Regions from separate parts of the Mus musculus genome. Here region 2 is linked to region 1. Evidence: chromatin contacts called from public promoter capture Hi-C data. All regions are on one chromosome and are shown on one strand. Each heading gives the region's core, a stretch centred on a gene start, on an enhancer-like site or on the middle of the called end of the contact. The rest is flanking DNA. Distances are from core to core; before and after follow the strand shown. Region 1 holds the start of Phyh (phytanoyl-CoA hydroxylase). Region 2 holds the start of Upf2 (UPF2 regulator of nonsense transcripts homolog (yeast)).

Evidence for each region. Promoter capture Hi-C pulls out the DNA fragments that hold promoters and counts their contacts.
Region 2: a promoter capture Hi-C map of pre-B cells shows a contact between it and region 1, with 7 times the contacts expected there. The contact joins the promoter of Upf2 here to the promoter of Phyh in region 1. A contact is called at or near these places in 12 of 39 promoter capture datasets (the 3T3-L1 cell line, 3T3-L1-derived adipocytes, cranial neural crest and 6 more), 1 of 15 datasets of contacts at CTCF or cohesin (embryonic stem cells), 3 of 484 Hi-C or Micro-C datasets (CD8 T cells, cerebral cortex and regulatory T cells), 5 of 115 datasets of contacts at active chromatin or transcription factors (embryonic stem cells, kidney, large pre-B cells and 1 more) and 3 of 9 other capture datasets (adipose tissue, liver and pancreatic islet).

What each region holds. Positions count from the first base shown.
Region 1 is chr2:4,917,522-4,920,517 of GRCm38.p6, reverse strand. It overlaps Phyh (phytanoyl-CoA hydroxylase), which reads right to left and starts at 1,522. Exons shown (of 9, transcript NM_010726.2): 1 at 1,374-1,522. The coding sequence starts at 1,448.
Region 2 is chr2:5,950,114-5,952,949 of GRCm38.p6, reverse strand. Upf2 (UPF2 regulator of nonsense transcripts homolog (yeast)) reads right to left here and starts at 1,481. Exons shown (of 22, transcript NM_001081132.1): 1 at 1,397-1,481.

The DNA.
Region 1 (2,996 bases), core at 273-2,772:
TCTAGTACCAGTATATCCAAGGTTCTCAAAATGTAGCAAACATCCAACTGCCAAGAAAAAACCAGACTGTGATATTCCATCCCTACATGGCCTGCAGGTCTAACCACTGCTTTAGTCCAATACACACTAATCAGGGTCTTTCCCCATTAGTTTCTCAGTGTAAAATGAAGTTACATTATTAGCCTGTAGAGTTTAAGCTTGAGGTAAGCCTGGCACACCGCTGCTTATAAACCAAAAGCCCCACAGGCAGAATAACAGGGAAGGCCAAATAAACAACTATTATGATCAGCCTCGGAGGTGGCAGGCACTGAAAACCCTAAACCATTCATTTTTAGCAATTTCTAGGGCGAGGGGCCAACAGTTTGATGCTTCCTCCCATCCCCCAAGAGTCTGAGTGTATGCATGTATGTGTTTGTGTGTGATGTGTGTGTACACACACGTGTTCGTGTGCATAACTGCTTCCAAGCCTTGGTTTAGTGTTTTGTTTTGCTTTTTAGACCGTCTGTCACTTTTGGCCAGGATGGCTGGCCATTAAGATCCTCAAGTCTGCCGGACGGACGGTGGTGGCACGAACCTTTAATCCCAGCACTTGGGAGGCAGAGGCAGGCGGATTTCTGAGTTCGAGGCCAGCCTGGTCTACAAAGTGAGTTCCAGGACAGCCAGGGCTATACAGAGAAACCCTGTCTCGAAAAACCAACCAACCAACCAACCAACCAACCAACCAACCAACCAACCAACCAACCCTCGAGTCTGCACCTGCACCTCCCAGGGGGATCACAAGCATTTATCACCAGGCACTCGCTTCTGAAGTCGCTTTCCGGGAACCAGTTCAGTCCTCAGGAGACTGGGGACACCTGGCCCCTGGAGTGGGAGCTTACACAGCTAGTGGGATGGTGACAGACAGAGGGCAGGTGGAGATGGGCAGCTAGCTACCTGCTGGACAGGGTCCTGAGCCTTCTCTTTTTGGCGACTGGCGCCTCCTCCTGACCTCTGAGAATCCCTGCCTCTGCCGGCCTTGGTCACAGGCAAGCACCTGTGGGCAACTGTCCTTGGTGTTTCTGGATGCAGAAGTCAACTCAAAAAATGGCAAGCCTCTTTGTGATGACGTCGTCACCTTTCGCTTTATGCTTCCCGCTTTACACCAGCAAGAAACCACGGTTTCTTGAAGGCTCAAAATGCTGCCTAGAGAAGTCCCACCAGAGAGCCCTTCCAGAAGACGAGGGCTCTCTGGGGATGCAGCCTCCACCCGGGAACCCTAGGGATGGAGACAGGGAAGAGATGGCGGCGCAGAGGCTCTCTTATGTCCTTGAAGCCACCACCAGGGCGGAGAGGCTCCTTCGAGCCTGTGAGCCCTTCCACAGCCCAAAGGATACAATCGTTGGGGCCGAGGGTCGGCCGAGGTGTCCCAGAAGGACCTGCAGCCGGGCGCCGGCGCGCGTAAGATTCATGGTGGGGGCCAGCAGACGAAACTGCTGCGCCCAGGTCACACTTAACTTACGGCAAGGCCCCGCCTCCTAGTAGAGGGTGGAGTTCTGTCCAAGGGCAGGACACAGCGCCACCTCCCCCAGGCTGGGGGTTGGGGAGCTGGGGATGAGGGAGCGAGCCTAGGCTGTCTGGAGTCCTTGCTCCCCGCCGCTGTGTCTTTGTTCTAATCTGCAAGGTCCGAAATTTTGCGACTGGGGTGATGCAAGCCGAGCAGCCCGAGGCCGTTAGGGATCTGAGCCACCCTTTTAACTTGGTAGTTTTAATCTATGAACAACTAATCTATGTGACTAGTTCTCCCACTAAAAATTAAAATCATCTGTGTTATTCAGAAGAGACATTAAATTTAGCGTGAATTCATCCTAAAATATTAGAAAGTTTGGCTGTTAGTTTTTAAGAAGAGCGATCCACACGGTCTAGGATAACTTACATTACATTTTTGTGTGTGGTGGTGGTAGTGGTGATGGGGTGTGGTGTGTGTGTGTGTGTGTGTGTGTGTGTGTGTGTGTATGTATGTATGTATGTTTGCATCCTTGTTTGTGGAGATCAGAGAAATAATCTTCAGGGAAGTTGAGTCTCTTTCCACCACCTGAGTTTTGGGGATCGAACTCTGATGGTCAGGTTTGTTCAGCAAGCTCCCTTAACCACTGTGTATCTCACCAGCCAGTATAACATGTAAAATTTCTTATGTAGCTAAAAACTGTTTTCTTTAATCCCAGCACTTGGGAGGCGGAGGCAGGGGGATTTCTGAGTTCGAGGCCAGCCTGGTCTACAAAGTGAGTTCCTGGACCACCAGGGCTACACAGAGAAACCCTGTCTCGAAAAAGCAAACCAAACCAAACCAAACCAAACCCAAAACAAAACAAAACTGTTTTCCTAAAGTCTTTGAAATTCAACCACTACACATAATCTCAATCTCTTTGTCTCTCGGTCTCTTAAGAGAGTTACTTCTAGATTGCTTCTAGTTACTCCATAAACATGTTATTGTTTCTTAAATGCTTTCATTAGATAATTTGGTGACAGTGCCATAGTCCAGGAGAGACAAGCAAGTAACCAGCTGGCTACTTCCTGTTTTCAGGTTGCAGAGATTTGCCCTTTGTGCCTTGACCTTTAGGACGAGATTCGCTTAGCTGAAGCTCCCAGGGCCGGCTTGGTCATTTGCTTATCTCCCAACCTCATCTGTCCAGCCTGAGCAACCTGGTGGAAGCCTGACCATGTCCTGAGAGACCGGCTTAATTAGCCCACAGTTTAAAAGCAGGACTGACTGCATTCCCCCCCCACCCCCCACTTGGGAAATAGGTGTGTTCTTACTGCCCTCACCTGGTGCAAAATGGGAACTGCAGGGAGAAGGAAGAAAACAAAACTGAAATTAGTCTGAATTTGGGTCACCTCAAGCAGAATTGAAAGATTAAGACCGTCATTCTGAGGATGACTGGTTTCCCTAAAAAACAGAGAGAATTATGGCTTTGGGGCCTGTCTTAGGGTTTCTATTGCCGCCATGACCATGACCAAAA
Region 2 (2,836 bases), core at 232-2,731, 1.0 Mb before region 1:
ACTTTTACAAACTACTCTGCTAAGTACTCAGACAGCCCTTAAAAGGAAAGTATGATTGAAAACCACCTTTCTAGCTCCCAAAATACCGCTCCCGGCACTTGGTCTGTATTATTTTAGTTGCCTTTCTAAGTACATTCTAAACTTCCAAAAGAAAGTAAAAACTGTTTTACTAGTAAGACAGACTCTAATGCAGTGTCCTGGAGAGAGGACAGAGAACGGAGGTGTCCCCTAATACAGCTATAAGTTTGCTAAGTACCATATGGTCTATGTATGAAATCACAATCAGACTGCTCTGAAAACACTACAGAGTAAGAGAATGCTGGTTTACCTTTCAAGTCTGTGTTTTGAACTCAAAATGTTCTAAAGGTAGAACAGCACAGAGATATCTTCCGGTTTCTGAGTTTATTCTTTTACAAAATCCTTATATATGTACGAGACTTATTCAAATTTTTTCAGAGATTTCACCACAGCTCAAAAGTGGCTTTCCTGACGATCTGTACGACTTTTATGAACCCCTAAAAACTATGACAAATGAGAAGGGTCAGTAACAGTCTTATTTTCATCTAATGTGTCAATCGGTACATTTAAGGTTTTCTAAGAGCAAGGCTATTCGCTTCCATGCGTACCCCCAAACCTGTAAGCAGCCTCTGCTAGGCTTCTCTTTAGTTCAACAGTACTTGCTTGTAAGGGAAGTAATGAAAGCCTTGAGTTCGAGTCGAACAGTCAACCATCCTACCTGATTAAAAGGAAGTAAACCCGAACAGCCCCGTTGCCCCCCATCCGCAGGTCCGCTCCAAGCCTCTTCCCCTGCACACGCATCACCCACAAATCTCCCACAAACCCCCGCTGGGTCTCAGGGTCCCACCATTGACACACTTCCCGTCCACAACTCCTATTCCGTGGGGACATCTAAGCCCCAAGCCTAACTTCTCATCCCACACTCCCTCAGACTGCAGCCTCTCCAGCTCGACTGCCTACTCCACATCTTCCCCGCTCCCTCGTCCACGCTTCCCTCCGGACCGCCGAGCTCGCCCCAAGCCTCTCCTCGCACTCTTCCACGCCCCCGAACACCTTCCCCCTCCACGGCAGGCTCCTCCGCCTCCAGCCCCGACGCTGGGCCCAGGCATGCGGGGCAGACACCTCTTCTATCGCCCCTCACGCCGGCCTCGGCCGGGCCGAGACATCCCCCCCACATTGACCGGAGCCTCCGGGAGAGGGGTCTGAGGAGGACGACGTCCGATCCGCTCGTCCCTCCACTGCTCGCCGCCCCCGGAGAGCTGGAGTGCGGAGTCGCCTCTCGGGTCCCTCGGGGAGCAGGAGTCCGGACCGGTAGCCCTCCGCACCAGCTCGTCCCTATCGTCGGAGTGGAGGGGGAAGGAGGATCCCCGGAACTCACCTAGTGCCTGTTGTCAACATTAGCCCCGGGTTTCCCAGCACCAACTCCAGCGCTCGGGCTCCCCTCCCCTCCCCCCGCCGCTCTCGCAGACGAGGGCCCGCCTTCCCTCCGCTCCCCTCCTCCCTCCGCCCGTCGGCCCGCCCGCCCGCCACTCACCAACGCGGCCGGGCTGCTAGGGGGGCGGGGCGGAGCGCAGAGGGAAAAGGAAAAGGCTGCCCGCACGACTGCCTAGTCCAAATGGACCTTCGTCTCCGGTCCCTCGCTATGTGTTCAATCCCTCGTCTGGGTTAAGAAGTGATCAATCTATACCTAATCTCGAGGATGTGCTTCTCCTTCAGATATTCGTTGAAATTCTCCTATCTGTAAATTTTTATGTACAGGCAATGAATAGGACAACCGCTTCCAGCACCTCCAATCAGGGCCCCAGCAGAGGGGAGGAGTGTTCCAAGGACCGGAGGCGGGAAGTGGATTGGTCGTCAGGAAAGGGAAAGCGCCTGAATTGGAGATGCGCAGGCGCAAGCGATTCACGGCTGGGGGCGGGGGTGGGGGGAGCGAGAATGAGACGGGGCGGAACTCTAAGGAGGCATAGAAGAGTGGTGGGATAGTAGAATTACGGGGCGCTGTCGAGGTCAAGGTTGGTAACTTAGTTCTCCGAAGGTTGCCTGATGCGAACGTGAGGAACGGGTTCAAGAAGGCAAACTTTGATTGGACTAATACCGAAAGGTTGAAGGTTTAAAAAATCGAAAAGCTAAAGAACATGGCTGTTGAGGAAGGTAGAGGTAGAGTAGACTGGTGGGGGAATTTCCAGAACCGGTTTAAGGTGTTGGACATGAAAAACAGCTAAAATAGAGAGCAATCAAGGCTTTTCCCATTTGGAAAATATAGAAAGCCCTCTATTGTAAGTATTATAACTTTCACAGTGGAATGAAATCGCCCCGTTTTTAAAGGGATGGGGTTACGAACTTGAACCAAATTGACTGTGAAGTGCATTATCAGCTGCTCAACCTGTTTTCCCAAGTGGATATAATGTGCTTCTGACCTCCGATTCGTGTTCAGATTGTGGTCTGCTTAGATGTACATATGGTTCTGCTCTGGTTGGCCCATAGCCAAAGGAACAAAGGTGCAAAACAAGTCTGGATTCATCAGTGTTCAAGCCCGTACAATGATCTGCTACCAACCTTAGTGCTTGAGATGTCTTTGCCCCCTTTTTATTCAGCCTTTGCCCATTTGCTTTCTCCCTGCCCACTTCATTATTAGCAAGTAAATTCTCTTTCAAATTGTGCACCTCCTGGGTTAATTTTTTCTTGTTCAAAACAACCAATAGGTCAATCACGTAAAGGGCACCGAAGGAGGGAGAGGTGAATGCTGCCACTCTATGCCATTGATAAGTAATTATGAGAAGCTTTTTGTTTTTTGTTTTTCGAGACAGAGTTTCTCTGT